2 separate regions of the Sus scrofa genome follow, and region 2 is linked to region 1. The links are chromatin contacts, called in public HiChIP or PLAC-seq maps. All regions are on one chromosome and are shown on one strand. The core of a region is the stretch at or near the end of the contact, and the rest is flanking DNA. Distances in the headings are between cores, read along the strand shown. Region 1 overlaps DST (dystonin). Region 2 overlaps DST (dystonin).

Region 1 (7,093 bases), core at 3,092-5,591:
CTGAAGTGAGTAATGACAGTACAAGACCCCCAAAAGCTCAAAATCGACCCGCGTATATGTTTCATCTCCTTCTGGAACATGTTTTGTTGTTGACATTCTTTTACTCCGTGTAGAATTCTGTAAACAGCACCATCAGAATTCCTTTGTGCCAAGACTCTATTGTGTATAATGCTGCCACCGAGCAAGTGCAGCGATATTTTAGGTTAAAGCCCATTTGTAGTATCTGTATGTGTACAGTCGCAATACGCTCATGTTTACATCTGTCCTTCCATTTAAAAATAAGGTTCTTCATCCGTTGTCCCAGAACTTTGAAAATGAGAAATATCGCAGTATACTAATAAACCTTCTTGAAGATGTTCACATGTGCTCTTTGAGAAAGAAAGAAAAACATAAAAGATTTCAGAAAGAAAAAAGGCCATGAAAAATTTCAGAAAGAGAAAAGGCCGAATGTTTTTACTCTCAGAAGAAAAAAAAAAAAAAAAAGCCGTATGAATTTTTATCCCATCAAGTTTTACCTCCATGACATGTGGGTGATTTCAAGTGACTTTAAAAACAGAAATAACCAAAGTGCTGATTTGACCTGCCTTGAAGAAGCAGACTGTGTACAGTTATTTAAAAGGTGGTTTTTCTTTGCCTTTGGAAAGAAAAGGAAATTAACGATAGGCAGGCCATTGCGGTTCTCACTGCACCTCATTTTAAATAAAACCTAGTGATCAGTATCACACTGACATGGAGACTTTTTCAAACATAGGGTCCCCAGTTTCACTGAAAAAGTGAAAACTTCACTTTTGCTGCATTGTCTTTGTGGTTGGAAAATGCTTAGGTCATCAGTTTGTCCTGGGCTCTATCGATGTGCTGTGCTTCATCTGGTCTTGGAAAGGAGAGTAAGCGTTTTGGCCAGTGTATTACGTGAAATGCTGGAGACCTGGAAAACTCATTGTTTCCCTGTGTGTTTTGAAGCCGGTTGTGACTTCCCATCAGTATCCAGTGCGATGACTTCACTAGGGCGCTTATCCTGATGCCTTGCTGCGGGGCTGATCTAATCCGAAAAGAATTGTAGGCTTTGAATGGGGAGTGTCAGTTCACTCAACTTTCAAAGTACAGTTGTTCCACTTTCTGAAATCATGCATTGTTGGGAACGTTGTATGTTCCTATTTGAACTTAAGAGCTTGTTCTGATTTTCATTTCTGACAAAGTCCCCTGGTTACAGGATGACTCGGCATTTGGCTGGAGTATGATCAGGTTGCCGAGTGATCCTGTGCCCCAGCTGTTGAATGTGTAAGTGGTGGGGTCAGCTGGACCAAATTCAGTCTGTCTGTCAACAGAAATGTCGAATTCCAGTGATCTATACTGTTAGCTGTTCTGAATATTGGGGGTCGAAGTTGAGAGTTCCTTAGGCTTGGTCCTCGCATGGCTTTGGAAGGACTTCAGACCTCACCTTCTGTAGAGAAACAAGCATATTGGAGAGCGAGTGAACCCTAATTATTTATGGTGTGGTCTATTCTGGTGTCTTGCTTTGGTCTTTTACTTCTGAGTGAACATAGGCAACTGGTTTGCTGAATGAGAAGAACACAGCGAGTTATTTGCTGCAAAGAAGACTGCAGTGTTCTGATTTATATTCCAGACTCCTTCCTTCTAAAACATACTTGTTACCAGGATAGTCCAGGCACTGGACTAAAAAAAAAAAAAAATCACATTACTTTGCAGCTTACCACCGTCAGCAGGAATAAAAGCATTTATTTACAAATAAGAGATATTTCTTTATTATGGTTTATGCTAGAAATTGCCCTTGTCACTGACTTTCTTTGATGTCTGTCATGAATTATCCGGCATATTTATCATGGACTGTAAATCATTTTTAGTAGCTTAGCATAAAAGATACAGGACATCCCTCTTGTCTTTCCTGTCAATATAAGAAAACTAACATACACACTGTTTCTATAATTATTATATGTTATTATATTATTAACATTAATTGGCTATCATTATAACCTGAAATTCTGCTGTCTGAGCCTATCATTGTAAGATTTTGTTTTCTCAACGCATTCTTTCTTGTTTTTAAAAAATTTTAATTTAATTAATTTATTTATTTTTGGCCACACCCACGGCCATCCCAGAAGTTTCTGGGCCAGGGATCAAACCCACACCACAGCAGTGCAGCGACCTGAGCCGCAGCAGTGACAACACCAGAACTCCTCAATACATTGTTACTTTAAAAAATTGGGGGAGTTCCCGTCATGGCGCAGTGGTTAACGAATCCGACTAGGAAACATGAGATTGCGGATTTGATCCCTGCCCTTGCTCAGTGGGTTAAGGATCCAACGTTGCCGTGAGCTGTAGTGTAGGTCGCAGAGGTGGCTCGGATCCTGAGTTTCTGTGGCTCTGGCATAGGCTGGCGGCTATGGCTCCGATTCGACCCCTAGCCTGGGAACCTCCATATGCCGCAGGAGCAGCCCTAGAAAAGGCAAAAAAAAAAAAAAGACAAAAAAAAAATTGATGTTGTAATTCCCTGGTGGTTCAGTGAGTTAAGGATCACTGTAGCCCCTACCAAAATACTGATGGCGTTTCTCATAGAAGTAGAAAAAATACTTAAAAAATTTGTATGGAAACAGAAAAGCATTGTCACTGCGGTGATGAGGGATCGATGCCTGGCCCAGGAACTTCTGCATGCTGTGGGTGTGTAGCCAAAAAAAGAAAAGGAAAGAGAGTATTAAAAAAATAAAATTGATGATGTTAAGTGTGAAAATGAGATCACTAATGTGAACCCAAGAAATTCTGTTCTATACATTTTAGACTTAATTGACAAGGAAGGGATGTTATTTTGGTCCAAGAGAATGGGTATTTTTCCAGTGATCTGGAAATGTATTGGTTATCCCCAGACAACTGTAAAAAGTGTTTCATTATTATTCTTTATGAAAGCTGAGTGGCAGATTTCTTATTTATCAATAACTGCATATATATGTATATATGACTAAGAACCCTCTTCAGTTAAGAAAAAAGGCATCATGTTCGGTTTTCCACGGAAACGCTGAGTAAATGCTTTTTCTCCTCTCATCAGGACAGTGTGATTCTACTCATGGGCTTGGTGACAGAAGGAAATGAGAACTGTTCCAGCCGTAGTGGTCATTTTCAGTTCAGTTTTATGGCCTACTGGTGTATATGTGAATGGTCAAAATCTTGCCTTTTTGCTGTGTAAACTAACCTTGATGCCAGTTGAATTGAAAGCTGGAGTGTAAAGGTTTCTGGGAACTTTGTCCCTTTGGTACGGAGTGGTTTTCAGCTGGCTTTGAGATTCTGCAGAAACTTGATTTCAGGTTTCATCTGCTCATGTGGCTTCATGGTCAGTTGTATAACAAGTGACCTTTAACTGGGCTCCATCGTGATAGTGTTACATTGTAGCTAGTTATAACAACATTGGTCTGGGCTTTCTCTTTGCTCTTAAAAAATGAAATAGGCTTAATCCGGTAATGAGTGTTAGTTAAGATTGTGTTGGGCTGTTTGGAGCCGAAAACAGATGATGTCCTATCCCTCATTACCCGAAATCATCATTAAGCCAGAAGAGTAAGCATCTTCACATCGCTCCAGTAAAAAGTGTGCTTTTTTTTCCTTGGGGACTGAGAGGCCCCAGCTAGGACGGCCAGGCTGTAGGGCACCTCAATTTGGCGGTAGGATCCAGACTCCTATTATTTCTTCTCTGCCACTTGTGGTACATCATATGGTCATTCTCTCATTACAAGATGGCTGCTGCTCTTCCACCCTTTGCATTTCATTTCCACACGGGAAGAAGAGGAAGTGCAAGGACAAAGATCCAAAGATGCAGACTGGTTGATTCTGCCTCCTTTTGAAGAGCTTTTTTTAGAAGCCCACTGAGCACTTTTAGCTTATATTTCACTGGCCAAAACTGTTACAGGGGCCACTGCTGTCTGCAAGGTAGACTAGGAAAATACATACATTTCAGCTGGCCTCATTTAGTTCCTGAACAGAATTGAAGTTCTGTTGGTAAAGAATAAGGAGAGAATTGGAGTTCCTGTCGTGGCTCAGTGGTTAACGAATCCATCTAGGAACCATGAGGTTGCGGGTTCGATCCCTGGCCTTGCTCAGTGGGTTAAGGATACAGCATTGCCGTGAGCTGTGGTGTAGGTTGCAGACGCAGCTCGGATCCCGAGTTGCTGTGGCTGTGGTGTAGGCCGGCAGCTACAGCTCCGATTGGACCCCTAGCCTGGAAACTTCCATATGCTGAAGGTGAAGCCCTAGAAAAGGCAAAAAGACCAAAAAAAAAAAAAAAAGAAGAAGAGAGAATGGATATTGCGTTTGCAACCGGCAATGTCTGTCCTGAAATTGGAAACCTAAAGTCTGGACACGTTAATAACCATAACACGTATTTGACTTCACTGTAGTCGGAGAGAATAGCTGAGAGTCCAAGGATTTTCCAGATGACATAGTTGAGTATTTTATAGTGTTATTATTACATGGATTTGAAAAGTAATTGATACCAAATAATTAGGGTTTAAATTGACTGAGGAATTTGTTCATTGCCTTACAGCATAAGAAACACATATCAGTTCAGGAATGTCACCAGTTATTAGATACTCTTGGTGAATTTAACTTTGAACCCAAAATATCACACTCATGCTACTTTAGTCTTTGTCGTGTTGTTGTTGCTGTCCTGATTGAGCCTTGTACAGTTTTTCCAACAAGTTAGTCAACTCAGTTTAGTTAAGAATTTCAAAAAAAGCTGTATACTTTTTTCTTTACTTTTGTTAAATTCAGAAAAATTAAAACAAAATTTTTAGAGTTGAGGAAGACATTTTTATTTAGGAATAAAAATCAAAATGAGTGTCACCTTAATACAATAGGGTAGCCTATTTATCATATAAAATGTAAATAATGTTCCATAGCAGAAGTTCCTAAACAGGACAGTACATCAGAATCACCAGTGGAGACTAAAAATGCTTTTGCCCAGCCCTCAGCCAGTTCTAATTCAGAATCTTTTGAAGTGGGGCCTAGAGAGCTGTATTTTAAAACAAACTTTCTGATTTTTTTAAAAATTATTTTTATTAGAGTACCGTTGATTTACAGTGTGGTGTCAATTTCTTCTGTACAGTACACTGACCCCGACAAGCTATATGCTTTTTCAGACTTTTTATTGGAGTAATGTAAAGGTACTTGTTTTTCTGGCTTAATGATGATTTCAAGTAATAAGTGATTTGTAAGTCAAGGTGGTGAGAAGAACTCAATGTTCTAATGTTATTCTGCAGCCAGGCAGAGGCGTTTGTATGTTTCTGCCTTTGGGTCTAGGAGCCTGGGTCTTTGGGAGCTGGAGAGCTTGAACTGAGCCTGTTCATGAGACTGGGATTGGAAGAACTTTGAAAGTTGCAGAGGGGACACAAAAGATGGAATATCTGGGCTGTCCCATGTTCCTTTTTTTTTGATCATTAATATTCAGATTTTATTTCCTTTCTCTCAAGCTCTGATTTAAGTAAATGTTATATAACTCATTTAATCTTCACTATAACATTTTGAAATACTGTTATTATCCCGTATTTTACAGAGAGAAAATGAAGCAAAAAAAAAAAAAAAAGGTTAAACGTTTTTCTTTAATTCACAGAGTTGGAAAGTATCAAGGAAGACATAGTAGTTGTAAAAAAAAAAAAATCTCAAAATTGAAATAGCTAAGATTTCATGGAGGAAAACAGCACCAACAAGCTTCTTGTTTCTGTAATTTTTTTTTCCCCCAAAAAGTGGCACAAATCTTCCTAGTAAATCTTTTTTAGAAGAAAGACAAACCCTTTTAAACCCATGTCTAACAGAGGATTGGCGTTTTCTGGAATCCCAGTATCTAAGTTTGCTGGAACCTGACTAATTAAAAAATACATGTATATTGGAATATAGTTGACTGTTGACTGTGTTCTTTCCTGTTTTAGCTCCACAACTGAGTGTAAAAATGTATAAAACTCACTAAGGTTATTTGACTCCATAAGCCTGATGAATTGAGTGAGAAGCATTGTGGTTTTCAGCGTTTGGTATTTCACATGAATTAAAAAGCAACCCAGACGCTTCTGTTACCTGGGGCTCCTCTCTCTACAGTGACTTTCTTTTTGGGTATTCTAATAATCTAGGTTCATTTTATTTTGGGGGGCAATTTCTTTTTTAAAAAATTGCGTGGGAGTATGGTTGATTTCCAGTGTGGTGTTAGTTTACCACGGCTTTTGAAGAAGATCTGTGTCCATTTCTCAGCCCTTAGTAATTTATACAGATCTCATTCTGCTTACGACCGGAGGGGAATTTCAGGCAGCAGTCCGTTTGCTGAACTGTGTCATTATTTCTGTAAGTGATCAAATAAGGCTTTTTACAATTTATATATTTGTTTATCCCTTTAATACAATTTTCTCAGCTATGTTTTCCACCCTACTTTCTCCTCTCTTAGAAGAGGGAGCAAACAGTTCTGCTTGGGTTGGGTGTTGGGAAAAGCTGTGTCCTGACAGTCAAATAGGATTTTACCCCCGGAAAGGGTGCGGGTACCAGGAGGGGAAACCTCAGGACAGCTGCACTTCTTGTACAGCCACAGAACCTTCTTTGAAACTTTGGCTGAAGTGCATGATCAGTTTTAGACTTTAGCGAACGTTAGGGCTGGGCTGAGGGTCTGGGAAGATGGATGTGGGCTCCGTGGACCAGACTGAAAAGAGCCTGGGGGGCCGCGGCTCGCACCAACTTTGGGGAGTCTTCTCTAGGCAGGGAGGGGAACTCTCATGGCTCCTGGCAGGATGTTACCAGTGGGATCGGCCTCAGGAGGATAACTGCTAGCAGTGTGGAGGGCTGAGTCGGGAGTGCGGCTCAGGAAACCAGGAGACAGAGCAGGGGGCCAGGGCACAGGGAGAGGCGAGGGATGGAAGGGAGGCTGGTCCCAGAAAAACCTCGGGAATGGACAGCACAGCAGACAGGTCATCTCTGTGGGTGGCGTCTGAAAAGGATGCAACAGCTTCTCTGTTGAATTTCTGGTTCAAGAAACCAGGAGTGTTTCCTTTTTAATTTGTAAACAATCCGTAGTCTGTGGTCATTAAAAAATACGGTATTGAAACAGCTTATTTTCTTT
Region 2 (6,597 bases), core at 382-2,881, 150 kb after region 1:
GGCTACAGCTCTGATTGGACCCTTAGCCTGGGAAGCTCCATATGCTGTGGGTGAGGCCCTAAAAAGACAAAAAAACCCAAGAAACAAAAAACGAGGACACCTCTTGTGACCATCTTTTTTCTTTCCTTGGACCTTAGACTTAATTCGTCCACACCAGCAAAGGGCTGCCGCCTCCCTTCTCCCAGTCCATCCATCTTACCGTTTCTGCAGCAGATGTTTATTGAATACCTATTATGTATATTTCCCTAATTCCATAATTAGCTTAAAATTCTGTCCACCTGTTGGAACAGAACTAACCCCTGGGAGGATCCAGGTCTCAGAAACCAGTGTGCTTCTCTGCAGCTCAGGGCAGACGGCCAATTGCAGCAGCTCCCGAAGGAGAGCGGGGATGCCCTACTGGTCTGTGGGTCAAGGGTGTGAGCCTAGCCTAGCGAGGGGGCCCCTATGAACCCTGACGCTCATCACTTTCTCGGCGACACCCAGTGTGGGTCCCTCTGTGTAGCAGCTGCTTGGCCAGGACTTGACCTCAGTCGTAGGGCTGCCCGGGACCCCTCGCAGACCGTCCCCAGCAGGGCCTGTGCTCAGAGGGGGTACCCCCAGGGCTCCTGACCCGTGGGAAAGTCAGGCTGAGCCATAGGGGTAGATTTCTTTTTTCTTTTTCTTCCTTTTCTTTTTTTGCTCTTTTTAGGACTGCACCCTTGGCATATGGAGGCTCCCAGGCTAGAGGTTGAATCAGAGCTGTAGCCCCTGACCTACACTACAGCTACCTCAGTGAGGGATGGGAGATGCATCTGTGATCTACAGCACAGCTCACAGCAATGCCAGATGCTTAATCCAGTGAGTGAAGCCAGGGATCAAACCTGTGTCCTCATGGATTACTAGTCAGATTTGTTTCAGCTGAGCCATGACGGGAACTCCTAAATTTCTTTTCTAAATACGAAGGAATGAGAGATTCCCCCTCTCTCGCAGGTTCTGAACTGTAACTGAGGAGACAGGTACCAGCTCCCTTTCAGGGACCCCAGACAAGCCCGGTCCCCACCTTTGGCCTCAGCTTCTTTACCAGCGAAACGAGGGGCCTCCAGAGGGCTACCAGCTGTGATTTCCCCAGAATCCTTTATCCTTCCCTCTGTTTAAGAGTCTCTCCACACGGAACTTCTTAGTTCTCTTAACCTCAGATGCTGCCTTTCCCAGTGTTACCCATCCACTGTATAAACAGTAAACTCGAGCTCCCTGGTGGCTCACTGGGTTAAGGATCCACCTTTGTCACTGTGGTGGCTCCAGCCGGCTGTAGTGCAGGTTTGATCCTGGCCTGGGAACTTCTGCATGCCACTGGTGTAGCCAAAAAAAAAAAAAAAAAGGTAAATATGATTAAACTTTTAAATCTTGTCAGTAAATTAAAATTATTTTTTAAAAAGCTGCCTTCTTGGCCTTGCAGAGAACAAAATGCAAATGCGAAAAATCCCTCAGGGAGTGTGTGACTCAGCTTTGGAAGCTGGCTCCTGGTGTGGTCTCATGCCAGAACCATGACAGCATCTGTAAAAATAGGGTGTTGCTGCCGCCCAGTCGTCTGGTGGCATTGACTTTGCTCCCAGGACTTTCACATCTGCGGCCTCAGCTGACCAGCTCCCGGAGGCTGGGGCAGTTCACGTGGCAGGAAGTGGGCAGTCTGCAGACTCCAGTGTGCGCCCTGGGGTGGGGTGGGTTGGCTCCTGCTCTTTCATTGAGAAGATGTTTCTAGGCATCGCCCTGGGTTGGGGTTATGAAGTTGATTCACAAGAGATGACTCCACTGAAGCTTAGGTAACGGTGGGCTCTCTCTGAGTGACCCTTGGCCGGGGCTCAGTGCCAGGCATCCAGGGCAGTGTTGGGGGTCAGTGATTGCTGCAAATTGAGGGGAATTGGAAGACATTTACTTCCTAAGGGGACGAGGTTTACACAAGAGGCTGAAACTCATTCAAGCCAGTGAAAACACGCCATGTGTTCCTGATCTTTGGTACTTTTCACCCCTCCCTTCCCCTCCCTCTCGGCCCCTCCCTCCCCCCTTCTTCCCTTCTTCCCTCCCACTCCCTCCCCTTCCTCTCTCCCTCCCCCTTCCTCCCCTTTCCTCCCCCTTCTTTTCTTCCTTCTTCCCTCCGTCCCAGTCCCCCCCCAGCCTTCTCCCTCCCCTTCACCTCCTCCCCCCTCCTTCCCCCTCCCCTCCCCCTCTCTCCATCTCCCCCACCCGCCTTACTCAGCACATCCTGCGGAACGCCAGGTCAGGCCAGGTTGTGCAGGGTGAGGGGAGACTGAGGGGAGCAGTAGAAAGGCAGAAGTAGGGTAGGGAAGTGAGGGTGTATCATACTTTGTTTCCCATGGAAGAGGTCCTTCTGGAAAATTGAGGGTGAGGGGAAGCAGAGGGGTCAGGGCAGAAGAGGCACCAGCCTGCCTTGGGGTGGCAGCTGGCAGTGCCCTGGATGGAGCCCTCCTGCTGGTTGTTTGTGTTTGATGCTCCTGGTGGGCTGTGGGGGAGGGGCCTCAAGTCACAGGTCCTGCTCCTGAAATTGTGGGCAGGGCACAGTGCTCAGCCCATCCTGAGAACCACGCCAGGAGGTAGACATTGTCATGGCATCATTTACATTTTAAAAATGAGGAAAATCGATTTTAGAGAGACGATGTGAATATGATAGAGCGCTGGGTCTTTTTGAATTGTTAGAGTTGATTTACAGTCTTCCCTTGGTTTCAGGTATTCAGCAAAGTGATCGCTTATACGTATACTTTCTATATGCTTATGTATATCCTTTTTCAGATCATTATCCATTATACGTTATTACAAGATAGGGTATAGTTCTCTGTGCTGGACAGGAGGCCCTTGTGTTTATCTATTTTATTCATGGTAGTTTGTATCTGTTAATCCCAAACTCCTGAGGATCCCTCCCTGCCCCTTCCCCCTCTGGTAACAGCAAGTTTGTTTTCTGTGCCTGTGAGAGTTTGTTTCTGTTTTGTAAACAAGTTCATTGGCATTGGTTTTTTTTTTTAAGATTCCACATACAAGTGATGTGGATTTGTCCTTCTCTGACTGACTTCATTTAGCCTGAGAGTCTCCATTGGAGGAGCTCTGGGTCTTAATCCCGTGAGTGGTTGGAGTTAGGATTGGAACCAGGCAGCAGGGGCTGAAACTGTCTCCTTCTCTGTGAGCCACTGTGATTTGAGGGGTGGAACCTTAATGACCTCCTAGAACCCAGCCTGGCTGGTCACTGAGGCAGAATTCAGCCGTGGCTGAAAATTCAGCATTTGGCTGAATGCACAGAGTTTGCATCAGGCATCATGAGTGAGAGCTGCAGATTTACAGTGTTTAGCATTTAATTTATTTTTCCTTTTCGTTTTGGTTGTACCCTATCATGTGTGATATACTCAGCTAGATAGTGGCTAATGGTAGCAGTGTATCTAAAATTGTCTTGGTTTCCATACAGGGAATAATACTCACTTAAATGGAAATCCCAGGAGAGGATGAAAGAGTTAAGGCATGAGTGGTCTTTGATTGTTAAAGTTTGGTTCATAGGATATTGAATATGTAACATACAATTACTGCTTTCTACAGAAGCAAGGTCACAGACACAGAGAACAGGCTTGTGGTTGCCCAGGGATTCGGGGGCGGGGGGAGCCCGCAGGGAGTGGGATGGACTGGGAGTTGGGTTAGTTGATCCAAACTATTACGTTTAGAATAGATAAGCAGTGAGGTCCTATGGTAGAGCACTGGGAACTACATCTAGTCTCTTGGGCTAGACCATGATGGAAAAGAATTAAAAAAGGAATATATAGGAGTCCTGTTGTGGCTCCGTAGGTCAAGAACCCAACTAGCATCCATGAGGATGTGGGTTTGATCCCTGGCCTTGCACAGGGGGTGAAGGATCTGGCATTGCCACAAGCTGCGGCGTAGGTCACAGATGTGGCTTGGATCCGGCATTGCTGTGGCATATGCTGCAGCTCTAATTTGACCCCAGCCTGGGAGGGAAAAAAAAGAATGTATGTTATGTGTATAACTGAGTCACTTTGCTGTGCGGAAATTGGCACATCATTGTAAATCAACTACACTTTCATAAAGTTTTTTTAACAGTAAAGCCATTAAAGGTTTTTTTCCCAATTAAAAAAATTTTATTGAAGGATAGTTGATTTACAAGTTGTAATAATTTCTGTTGTACAACAAAGTGATTCAGTTACACATATACACACATCCGTTCTTTTTCAGACTCTTTTCCCATATAGATTCACAAAAGTATAGCTTTTTAAATAGTGTATGCATGAGTAATTATCAGATACAGTGTGTGTGAGTATAATAGGATGAAATATGGGATTTGGGAACTTTGGGAACTTATTTAATACAATCTGTTATTGGAGTCCCTGTCTGGCTCAGCAGGTTAAGGATCTGGCATTGTTACTGCCGTGGCTCAGGTCATTGCTGTGGCCTGGGTTCAGTCCCTGGCCTGGGAACTCCTGCAGGCTGTGTGTGGGTGCTGCAAAAAAGTTAATTACATAATGAATTAAAATCTTAAATACATTCTTTTCCCCTGGTTGATACTTAGCCATTTCAGACCTCTAAACCTCTCTTCCTTAATGTCCTTCCTTTCCGGGGTGTTGTGAGCTACGCTGCAACTTATTAAACTTAGCCCGTGATTGAAATGGGATGACTTCCCTAGTTAAGAGGTGATTACCACATAAAATACATCGTCAAAAAGAACCTGCTGTCTAGCACAGGAATGCTACCCAATATTCTGTGCTAACCTATATGAGGAAAGAATCTGACAAAGAATGGATATGTGTGTATGTAAAACTGAATTGCTTTGCTGTGCACTTGAAACTAACACAACATGGTAAGTTGTGTTATATATTGCAATAAAGTAAAAAATTAAAGAAATTGGAGTTCCCGCTGTGGCTCAGTGGTTAACAAATCCGACTAAGAACCATGAGGTTGCGGGTCTGGTCCCTGGCCTCGCTCGGTGGGTTAAGGATCCGGCATTGCTGTGAGTTGTGGTGTAGGTAGCAGACAGGCTTGGATCCCGTGTTGCTGTGGCTGTGGCGTAGCCCGGCGGCTACAGCTCCAATTAGACCCCTAGCCTGGGAAGCTCCATATGCCGTGGGTGTGGCCCTAGAAAAAGAACCCCCCCCAAAAAAAATAGGCAATTACCTTTGTGACTGGACTGGCAAGGGCCCTTCTTGATGCTGTGGCAAAAGCCAGTAGCTGCCTCTTTGTACAGTAGCTGGAAATACCACCCACGAAGCTCCGGTGTCCTCAGGGTGCCCAGAAGCAGCTGATTTTATCATCTGTAAAGGCTGCTGGGGAATTTTACCTAGAGGTTCAGTTTCCTAGATGAGTTTCTCTGAGCCTTATTTTCATAGGTTTCAATTAGTTTGAGGTCACACATTTAAAAGCTTTATCTTTTTACTTCTTTTCCTAAGAGAATTGGGAGAATAATAAAGCCAAGTTTTTGCTTCTCCCTTTGTCAAAAATAATTATGTTGACACGACATTGTCAATCAACTATACTTTAATAAATTTTTCTTTTTTGGTCCTTTGTCTTTTTGAGGGCTGCACCCATGGCATATGGAGGTTCCCAGGCTAGAGGTCTAATTGGAGCTGTAGTCACTGGCCAATGCCATAGCCACAGCAACACCAGATATGAGCCACGTCTGCGACCTACACCGCAGCTCGTGGCAGAGCCGGATCCTTAACCCACTGAGTGTGGCCAGGGATCAAACCCTCAGCCTCACAGTTCCTAGTCGGATTCCTTTCCGCTGCACCATGACAGGAACACCAGTTTTTTAAAAAATAATTACAACCACAGCAATAAAATAGCCCACAAATTGAGTGTGTACCTACTATGATGTGCCAGACCCTACTCTGTGTCCATGTGGTTGAATTCTCAGTATAGTGACTATTAGTCTCTCACTGTTTTACAAGTGAGAGAGGGTCTTGGAGCAGGTAAGTACCTTGAGCATGTCGGGGTTGGAGATGGATTTGAACTCCTGGGATATGCTGGAAAGCATGACTTTAGGCCAGAGTATTAGTTGGAAGTTGGGTGATTTTTCTGCTCTTTTATACCCCACATTAAAAAAAAAAAAAAAAAGGAGTTCCCGCCAAGGCGCCCCTGTATTGGCGGTGTCTTGGGAGCACTGGGATGCAGGTTTGATACCCAGCCTCTGGCACAGTGGGTTAGGGATCCAGCATTGCTATAGTTGTGGCTTAGGTTGCAACTACAGCTCAGATCTGATCCCTTCCCCAGGAGCTCCATATGCCGCGGGATGCCCCCAAAAATAAATTAAAAAGAGAGAGCAAAATCCTCCGTGTATGCTGTCTGTTGTTCACACACATGGCTCTTTCCTGTGCTGCAGCAGTTAGATCGCTTCCCAAGGAAGATGATGCAGTTGAGACCCGCTCCACTCTGTCCTGGCCCCTGTGGGGTGGGCGGCTGCCTGGGCAGAGAGAGGCCCATGGGCCAGCGTTCCATCCAAGGGGCGCTGGCGGCCTAGGGTGGCCATAGCTGCCGCACCTTCCTGCCCCAGGTCCCTGGGTTGGCATCTGGTCCTCAGGCTCCTGGGGCAGCAGTAGGAGCAAAGGGCTTCCC

What was found. HiChIP or PLAC-seq counts read pairs in DNA pulled down with a chosen protein or histone mark.
Region 2: an H3K27ac HiChIP or PLAC-seq map of skeletal muscle shows a contact between it and region 1. The contact joins two enhancer-like sites. A contact is called at or near these places in 2 of 47 Hi-C or Micro-C datasets (embryonic fibroblasts and skeletal muscle) and 1 of 2 datasets of contacts at active chromatin or transcription factors (skeletal muscle).

Annotation. Positions count from the first base shown.
Region 1 is chr7:28,921,765-28,928,857 of Sscrofa11.1, forward strand. All of the region lies in intron 4 of DST (dystonin), which reads left to right. Among named protein-coding and RNA genes, the nearest start is that of DST, 110 kb to the left of the region's middle. Within about 2 kb of position 4,342, at least 3 of the 83 cell types and tissues checked have an H3K27ac peak or open chromatin away from gene starts, as enhancers often do. A contact at or near this core is called in skeletal muscle, where this site is marked.
Region 2 is chr7:29,078,005-29,084,601 of Sscrofa11.1, forward strand. The region is part of intron 9 of DST (dystonin); the gene reads left to right. Among named protein-coding and RNA genes, the nearest start is that of DST, 270 kb to the left of the region's middle. Within about 2 kb of position 1,632, at least 55 of the 83 cell types and tissues checked have an H3K27ac peak or open chromatin away from gene starts, as enhancers often do. A contact at or near this core is called in skeletal muscle, where this site is marked.